Linked DNA regions of Mus musculus: region 2 is linked to region 1. The links are chromatin contacts, called in public HiChIP or PLAC-seq maps. All regions are on one chromosome and are shown on one strand. The core of a region is the stretch at or near the end of the contact, and the rest is flanking DNA. Distances in the headings are between cores, read along the strand shown. Region 1 holds the start of 4933407K13Rik (RIKEN cDNA 4933407K13 gene). Region 2 has its middle 72 kb from the start of Gm14707.

Evidence for each region. HiChIP or PLAC-seq counts read pairs in DNA pulled down with a chosen protein or histone mark.
Region 2: a contact with region 1 is called in an H3K27ac HiChIP or PLAC-seq map of stem cell-derived epiblast-like cells, with 7 times the contacts expected there. The contact joins the enhancer-like site here to the promoter of 4933407K13Rik in region 1. A contact is called at or near these places in 9 of 115 datasets of contacts at active chromatin or transcription factors (the NIH/3T3 cell line, embryonic stem cells, neural progenitor cells and 1 more) and 1 of 9 other capture datasets (embryonic stem cells).

What each region holds. Positions count from the first base shown.
Region 1 is chrX:75,763,092-75,768,081 of GRCm38.p6, reverse strand. It overlaps 4933407K13Rik (RIKEN cDNA 4933407K13 gene), which reads left to right and starts at 3,383. Exons shown (of 9, transcript NR_029443.1): 1 at 3,383-3,556.
Region 2 is chrX:76,172,483-76,177,361 of GRCm38.p6, reverse strand. It overlaps the pseudogene Gm14710. Among named protein-coding and RNA genes, the nearest start is that of Gm14707, 72 kb to the left of the region's middle. Within about 2 kb of position 2,336, at least 1 of the 459 cell types and tissues checked has an H3K27ac peak or open chromatin away from gene starts, as enhancers often do. A contact at or near this core is called in stem cell-derived epiblast-like cells, where this site is marked.

The DNA.
Region 1 (4,990 bases), core at 2,134-4,633:
TAGCACTTGGGAAATAGAGGCACTTGTGAGTTTCAGGTTAGCCTGAGTTAATACGATGAGACTCTGATGCCTTAAAAGATCATTTGAAATATCGGGTTTCATTGTTTCAATGTGAACTCTTTGCTGTTAAGTGTTTTACTCTAACTGCATCAGAACACATTGCACACTGTCCCTCCTATGCTACCAAGATTGATCTGTGGTTTTCAATAGTCTCTCTTCTGTCAAGTGCATTGTAAACATTCCTACCTATATTTTGCTTAAGTCTGGGGAGGGTGGCACAGTCTTACAAGGTCAAGCTTGAGGGAGAAGGATTTTTTACGTTCAACCAGCTTAGGCTACACTGTAAGACCTTGTATCCCAAACAACAAAATGAAGACACCATACAGACTAAGCATTTTGAATAAACACTCATCAGGCAAAGGACATGTAGGCTGCTTCACACTTTGGGTCGCATCAATAAAGATTTCAAGAATGCTCGTGGAAGGAGGTTTTAGTAAAGTGGGCTGCTTTCAACCAAATGGAAGAGGGACTATTTGAGTGGAGGTAGGAGACAACACGTTTAAAAGGGGATGTCAGCTCAAGCTGTACTACAGAGCAATTGTGATAAAAAACTGTATGGTACTGGTACAGCGACAGACAGGTAGATCAATGGAATAGAACTGAAGACCCAAAAATGAACCCACACACCTATGGCCACTTGATCTTTGACAAGGGAGCTAAAACCATCCAGTGGAAGAAAGACAGCATTTTCAACTAATGGTGCTGGCACAACTGGTGGTTATCATGTAGAAGAATACGAATTGATCCATTCTTATCTCCTTGTACAAAACTCAAGTCTAAGTGGATCAAAGACCTCCACATAAAACCAGAGACAGTGAAATTTATAGAGGAGGAAGTGCGGAAAAGCATCGAAGATATGGGCACTGGGGAAAAATTCCTAAACAGAACAGCAATGTCTTGTGCTGTAAAATCAAGAATTGACAAATGGGACCTCATGAAATTGCAAAGCTTCTGTAAGGCAAAAGACACCGTCAATAAGACAAATAGGCCACCAACAGATTAGGAAAGAATTTTTACTAATCCTAAATCTGATAGGGGACTAATATCCAATATATACAAAGAGTTCAAGAAGCTGTACTCCAAAAATTCAAATAACCCCATTAAAAATGGGGTACAGAGATAAACAAATAATTCTAAAGTGAGGAATACCAAAGGGCTGAGAAGCACCTGAAAAACTGTTCAACATCCTTAATCATCAGGGAAATGCAAATCAAAACAACCTTGAGATTTAACCTCACACCAGTCAAAATGGCTAAGAAGAAAAATTCAGGTGACAGCAGATGCTGGCGAGGATGTGGAGAAAGAGGAACACTCCTCCATTGCTGGTGGGATTGCAAGCTTGTACAACCACTCTGGAAATCAGTCTGGCGGTTCCTCAGAAAATTGGACATAGTACTACCGGAATATCCAGCAATACCTCTTCTGGTCATATATCCAGAAGACGTCCCAACCGGTAAGAAGGACACATGCTCCACTATGTTCATAGCAGCCTTATTTATAATAGCCAGAAACTGGAAAGAACCCAGATGCCCCTCAACAGAGGAATGGATACAGAAATCAAGAAGAATGAAGACCAAAGTGTGGATACTTCATTCTTTCTTAGAATAGGGAACAAAACACCCATGGAAGGAGTTACAGAGACAAAGTTTGGAGCTAAGACGAAGGGATGGACCATCCAGAGACTACTCCACTCAGGGATCCAACCCATAATCAGCCACCAAACCCAGACACTATTGCATATGCCAGCAAGAATTTGCTGAAAGGACCCTGATATAGCTGTCTCGGGTGAGGCTATGCCAGTGCCTGGCAAATATAGAAGTGGATGCTCACAGTCATCTATTGGATGGAACACAGGGCCCCCAATGGAGGAGCTAGAGAAAGTACCCAAGGAGCTGAAGGGGTCTGCAACCCTATAGGTGGAACAACAATATGAACTAACCACTATCCCCCCAGAGCTCGTGTCTCTAGATGCATATGAAGCAGAAAATGGCCTAGTTGGCCATCATTGGGAAGAGAGGTCCCTTGGTCTTGCAAACTTTATATGACTCAGTACAGGGGAATGCCAGGGCCAAGAAGTAGGAGTGGGTGGGTAGGGTAGCAGGGCGGGCGGGGGAGGGTATAGGGAACTTTCAGGATAGCATTTGAAATGTGAATAAAGAAAATATCTAATAAAAAAGTGGTGTCAGGGGTGTGGGAAAGGGATGAATGAAGTAAATGGCACACACCTTATGAAAGTGTTGAGATGGAGGCCATTATTTTGTCTGATAATTTAAAAAATGTAACAAGAACAGTGCACGCACACACACACACACACACACACACACACACACACACTATCTGTTTTGATTTTCTTGGCTGCAAAGTAGAATGTGATGCTATGAAAACAGGAGGGAAATGGGAGGGTAGACTTAAGTACTTAGGTGGGGAGGGTTATGGGAGGGTAAAGTGTAGGTCAGGATAACCAAAAGGGATAAATAATAAGATGGATGTTTGAAAAAGCCATAATCACACCTATTATTTATAAGCTTTCTTAAATCAATCAATCTATCCATCCATCCATCCAACCATCTACCTACCTATATCCACAGGTGGTGACACACTTTTTAATCTTGGGCCTCAGGATGCAAATTCATGTGGGATCTATGTTAGCTCAAGGCCTTCTAGTCTACAGAGGGAGTTTGAGGATAGCCAAAGTAGCACAGAGAAACCCTGTCTTACTAATAAATTTAAAAAAAAAAATCCGGTGCCAAGTGTCTGAAACTTCCCTGTGAGTTTTGTAGTTTTATGGTCCAAGAGATTTCCCCAAACAATTCAGGGGTATTGCCATCAGTCTGGTTGCCTGCTAGAGCTTGGGGATATGACCCTAGTACTGGGCTGGAGAAACGATTCAGCAGTTAAGAGGTCCCACTGCTCTTCCAGAGGGCCCAGATACAATTCCCAGCATTTACATAGCAGCTCACGTCCATCTGTTTCTACAACTCCAGTTCCAAAAGGTTTAGTGCCTTCCCTCTCCGATCCTATTCTGGACATTTCAGGCACTAGGAATACATGTGGTACACAGACATGCAGGCAAAACATCCACAATGGCCTGGTGGCACAGAACTCTAATGCTTATTAAACCATATTTAAGCTGATTTTTTTCTGTAAATACTTTTGAGAATCTTGGATGGCTTTTTTTTCCGGTCATACGATTCCTTCAGTACTTAATGGATCCAAACAGCATCGCAGCGACTAGATAAAAGAGCTGTTCCCAGATCCCTGCCGCTTTCCCAGACCCATTGCTCCTCCTCTTTGAGACACCGGGGCGGATCTACGTAGTCTCATATCCGCAGGGCGGAGCGAGCACTCAGTAAGAAAGGATAGCTTTTCTCCCTTTTCTGCTTCGCTCCCAACTAAGAATGCAGAGTCAGGGAGATGGCGCAGAGACAATGCTGCTGTCCATTGAAGCCCTCCAAAGGTCGGAGATTCGATCACAGGACAGCCTGGCCTGGACCAAGTAAGTTTATCCCTACTCTCTGACTCCTTCTGAGATGCGGAAGGAGTTGGTGGATAGAGCGGTCTTTGTGCATCTCCTCTCCCCTCTGAGTGTGTAACCCTGAGCTGGGAGCCTTGGGCTTTAGAGCGCGCAGGGATCCCTCTGGGCAGAGGAGGGAACACCACGTGACTTGGCCTTGTTGGTGAGTTTAGGGATAGTGAGTTTTGTGCTCTGGGCAGCATCTGGAGAGCCTTGGTGGAAGAGCCTCATGGGGGACTCGGAAGCAGTTCCCTAGAACAGAATGCTGAGAAAGCTGAGAGGTTTCAGGGACCTTCACCCTAACCCACCGCTAGGGAGGTGCAGGTACTGGGGTGGTTTGAACTGTATAATTGTTAAAGCATGGGCTGCCCTGTGGGTGGCTGCTTCGACTCCCCAAACTTAACCACTAAGAACTTTTACTATTAGGGATGTTTTAAACAGACAGACAAGTAGACAGACAGACGGACCCTACAAACAGAAGCAGCAAAACCCTCTGCATTTGTGAGTGTGCATTGGCAAGTTCTCACAAAATAATCAGGGCCATTCTTTCTGTTTTTCGTTTTCTTTTTCTAGTTTTGTTTTTGTTTTTTTTTTTTTTTTCCCCGAGGCATGGTGGTCTCTGTGTGTAGTTCTGGCTGTCCTGGAACGCACTCTGTAGACCAAGCTGGACTCAAACGCATGGAGATGCCACTGCACTCTGCCTCCCAAGTGCTGGAACTAAAGGCGTGGGCCGCCACTGCCTGGTGCCCATGTACATCTTCATTGCTCTAGACTCTAGACTTGTGGACCTGGGCAGGTAGGAAATTATGGTTCTGCTGATTATTGCAGCACTGATTGTAGATACCGAAGCCTTGCACATACACGGAAAGCCACTCTGCTGCAGAATTGTATGCTCCTTGTAATAGTAAAGGAATAATTAAACTTGGAAATTAAAAAAAAAAGAAATGATTTGAGATACTAAGGTCTATAATAATACACAATGTGCCTAAGTCGAGCAAGTCCTATTTTAAAAGTAGGTCAGATGCTATGTATTTATAGGAATGTCTGCATTTGTGTGAAAGTGTATACAAGATACTTGTATTTCTTGTTATTCATACCAAAGGAGAAGTAATGAAGTGATAGATATAGTTCCTATTTACCACAATAACTACTATATTCAAATACAGTACTTTTTTTGCTGAGTTTTAAATCATATGTAGGAAAATGTAAGCTTCCTCTAGAGTCTAGAACGCTAAAGAAATGACCTGGTACCCAAAAAAAAAAAACCAAAACGTGTTCCCTCTCCATTTATTTGTTTCTCATACTGACACAGTTTATAAAGGTGTATTCAGTGAACCAGACATAAAGCCATGGATTTTGCATAGCCATTGCTATGTGTGGTGGATTTCATTCCCATGAAGCTTTAGGACCTTGCTA
Region 2 (4,879 bases), core at 1,087-3,586, 410 kb before region 1:
ATGAGAGAAGTGAGAACAAGTGAGTTAAAAGGGTTGAGAGGTCAAATCTTTTACATTCAGACTTCATTTTAGAGAACTTGAACTCAGGCAAACTAACAGGCTGGTGCATTAATTTCCAAGTTATCCTCCAACAAAACCCGAGTCTCCAGTCTCTAGGCTTACCCCCCAAAAGACCTGCATCTTCAGATTACACCCCCCAAAAAGACCAGTGTCTGTAGGTTATTACCCCAACACATTTGCACCCCCAGGTTACAAACACACCCCTGCCTAATGACCACCAATGGAGAGGGAAATAGGAACTAAGTTTACCAATTGATTTCTAGCACCAGCCAATTATGTTAAAGGCCATAGTAACTTTCCGATTAGATGCTTACTCACTCACCCCGAGCACTGTCTTTGTTTGCTGCTTACTATAAAGTCTTTCCCCAATAGATATTCAGGGCTCATTTCTCCATCAAAAACCATCCTGCATGTTGGTGGTGAATTTAGAGGCCCAGACTAGCTTGAATAGATTAAAGACCCTGCTATGGGTTGAATCAGATAGACTCTTGTCTAGTTTTTTTCTTTGTTTATGGGTTTGTTTGTTTGTTTTTGGCTAGGGGTGGGTGTGGGACATTACTAACACTCACCTGCCACTACATGGTCTTGTACTAGGCAGCCTTCTACAACTGAGCTATATTTCCAGCAAGAAAGCAGCTTCAAAACCACTCTAAACGTAATTAGCAAAAAAGAATTGCATCAATGTGGACTTTACATTTACACTGACACGGGCAAAGGAGTCCCTTGACAAGTATAAGGGTAGAAATATGCTATAAAGGTCAGTGTGGTGGTTTGAATGAGAATGGCCTCAGAAGGGTCATAGATTTGAATGTTTGCTCTGGATTTTGTGGGCTAGTTGGGAAGGATTAGAGGTATGTGGCCTTGTCAGAGGATGTGTGTCTACTACGAGTGGGCTTTGAGATTTCAAAAGGCCAGGGCATTTTCCCATCAGATCGTTTGTTCTTCCTCAGCTACTTCTACAACACAACATATGCATGGTACCTCTATGCTCCTGGCCCTGAGGGTCACAGACTTTACTACCCTCTGAAATTGTGAGTCTCAACTTTATTTTTTTTAAGATTTTATTTATTTATTATATGTAAGTGCACTGTAGCTGTCTTCAGACACCACAGAAGAGGGCATCAGATCTCATTATGGATGGTTGTGAGCCATCATGTGGTTGCTGGGATTTGAACTCAGGACCTTCGGAAGGGCAGTCAGTGCTCTTAACCGCTGAGCCATCTCTCCAGCCCAAGTCTCAACTTTAAATGATCTCTTTTATAAGTTGCTTTTGTCATGGGGGTCTCTTCACAGCAATAGAAATGTAATGAAGACAGCAAGATGGATATATTATGGCGACAAGTTCTACAGCAACGTAGTCACTTCTCAAAAATTCTATGGACTAGGATCTAGCTTCTCTCAAGGCCCCAGGATGAAGGAAGAGCAGTGCTGCCCTGGGCTCTTCTACATGTTTGCAGAACAAGTACAGGGAAGGCAGGAATAGTGCTTATTTCTATACCATGTTGTTTCTCAGCTGACAAACAGGCTGGAGTATGAGAGCCAGTGCAACTGCTCGGTGTGGCAAGTCCATGTCATTTCTTACTCCCTTTCTTCTACTTCTCCTCTTCTTCCTCCTCCAACGTGAGATGGGGACTCACTTGGTAGTACAGGCTAGCCAGGAACCTGGTACAGAACCACGAGTAGCCTGCAGCTTCCCATCTTCCTGAGTCTGTTTCCTAGGAGAATACATAGGTGTTCCATGGACTGGCTTCTCTTTTCAACAGGGTCAAAATACCATCTAGAAAGACGAGACTACTCTTGATGCTGGAAACAGGTAAGAGTGTTTGATTTGGTTTGGTGCTACCCACACTCCAGTGTAGTTTGCTTGACAGGCCAAGAAGCCTGAAAGCACTCACGAGGCAAAGAGTTTCACGGAAACTTAACCTCCTGGAACCAGGCATTCTCATATCCCATATACTCATACCCTTTCTCCGCATTAGTCTGGTGTATGGATCCACGTGCTCTCTTTTAGTATTATTTTATTATAAGTGCCTTTAAAGATCGAATTTTGACATAGCTAAGCCTCCCCCAGTGTTCCAATGTCAGAAAATCCTTGAAGCCAACAAACTTGGAATTCAGTAGGAATTCGGTAAGAAGATCATCTATTCAGTAACATTCAAATTTACTTCTAGTAGAGAGGGGGAAACTAATTAGGCATTACAAAGAACAGAGCTAGACTAGCTAGGGGCTGCTGGCCTGCAGAGTGTTTACTTGAGACAATAGCCAGTCTTACCCAGACAAGGGAATTCACAATGGCCTAGTGAATATGTGGGTTTACCATGAAAGAGTTAGGGAATCTCCCCGAGACAGGTTTCTTCACTAGGCCCAAAGAAACAGCATAATCTGGCATTTACTAAGAACCCCTGGTGGTGGGCTTAACAATAGACTAGCATTACACCTGGCACCATTCTTAGTGGCAGCTGCCTGGTCCCCACCTTCTTCTGATGTATACATTCCTAATGTTTTGTGTCACTGTAACTTGGCAGATGTATCTCGCCTGGTTTCTTGTTATTCTTCTGTATAAAAAGTTCGATGCTCGACTTGACAAATTACATTCAGATTCTACACAATCTCTTGTGTCGCATCTGTCTGTCATTCATTCGCTGACTCCTTGTCCACCTGTAACCAGAGACCCATTCTACACAGACAAGGGACCAAAAGGGTCTGCGGCAGTTTGGTTTTCACATAAATTCTCCATATATTATCTGGGCTGTCTGGAGATTCATGGGTCAAACAATTTTTCTTTCACAGCTTTTTGAGTAGCTGATACTATAGGCCTGCCAGAGCACCCTGTCTTAAACAGGTGACAATGCTGGGTACTCTTTTTCTTGCAATTCCTTTCACCTGAAAACTTCATTGTATTAGGAATAAAGAATAATTGTGACTTGGGTGTGAAGCTATGAGCCTGTAATCCAGCAACTCAAAAGGCTGAAGCAGGAGGATTACAAGCTCAAGCAAGTCTAAATTACATGATGAGAAACCCCCATGATAAGAAGAATGGATTGATTAAAGTCAAACCAAAACAGAGAAATATGAAGTGGGCAAAGTGCATGACAAATGACCACATATTTTCATTACCAATAAAGTGTCTGCTAGCTGCTAGCTGCTACTTTACTATGGTTTTGCTTCCCAAGAGTTTCCTTCCCAGTTAACTGACCCAAATAACTGCTGAGATCCTTTAAGCATCAAAGAGTTAAGCAGAGGAGAGCTCCCTTTTCCATTTCTTGCCTTTTTCAGTAAAATTTGCTTTTGACTGAGTACAGTGCTAATGAGGATACTTTCTCTGCTTCTGAGGTACTTTGATGTAAAAAGATAATGACTTTTCAGCCTGCACTTTTACTAGTGAATATAAAAACAGGATGGCTCTTTCAAATATGATATGACATTAAAATGGAGTCATTATCAGCAGCCACAGCAACAGAAGACCAAACTAACAAACACCACCAATGGTGCTTCTGGAGTTGCAGGGGTCTTGGTGTGTTTTATTATTAGTTAACATATATTTAACATTTACCAGCAACTAGTCACTGCACTAATAACTTTATTGAGTTTCTCACAGTTTCTCAGGAAGTAGGAATTGGACCCAGGACATTTGCCCTTACTAAGCAAGTGTTCTCTCACTGATCTATATTATCAAGCCCTACTTTACATTTAATCACAAGACAGAGTCTTACTAAGTTTCCCAGGCTGGTCAGTCCCTCTAAGTGCTGGACTCTAGGCATAGCTATGGTACCTAGTTATCAGATAGATAATTAATCTTGAAAACAATTCTCTGCAATGTATAAAATTATTACCCCCTATTTTATAAATGGGGAAATTAGGCTAGCAGAAGGTAAATATCATACTCAAGACCAAATAGCTAGTAAGTGCTAGAGTCCCAATCACTTTGCCATAGGACATAGGAGAAATGTTGGCTATAATGCTTTTGAGAAAGTGGCAATAATAGTAGTTGATGTTATTACTTTTAATGTTTTATTATATTCATTTATCCTGTGTGTGTGTGTTTCTGTGTGTGTCTGTGTTCTGTGTGTGTGTGTGCTACGGTGTATCTGGGTGTGTTTGTGTCTGGGTGAGTCTGTCTGTGAGAGTATGATTGTGAATATGGCATAAAATGTTTAACAAGGAAAATAGGCTGCAGGAACAGGAGGATCTGCACAGTGGTGAGAAGGGAGTAAGTGACTGGAAGCACTAAGAATTAAGAATACACTTAGACCCAGACCTGGAAACAGGAAGACACAGAAAGAGTGAAAGAAATGAGGAGAGGTTGCAGGGCATGATAGCACATGACGTGAGTCTCAGCACTGGTGAGGCAGAGACAAGTGCATATTTGTGGATGTGAGCCCAGACTGAGCTGTCACACAGATAGACCCTGTCTCCTAAAAACAAACAAACAAACAAACAAACAAACAAACAAAGTTTTTTAAAAATAGTAGTATAGAGGATTCAGATGCTAGAAAACAGTACCAGGCCAGACATGGGAAAAGCAGGTCTAATTAGGGTCTGACCAACAGCAGGCAATCTTGTCTCCAAAGCCATATGCCTAAAAGTAAAATTTTAAATAATTATATTTCAAGTGACAGAAAAAGAGAGCATAGCTGGGCATGGTGGTGCACACCTTACATCCTAGCACTCGGGAGGCAGAGGCTGGCGGATTGTTGAGTTCGAGGCCAGCCTGGTCTACAAAGTGAGTTCCAGGACAACCAGGACTACACAGAGAAACACTGTCTCTAAAAAACAAAACAAAACAAAACAAAACAAAACAAAACAAAACAAAAAAAAA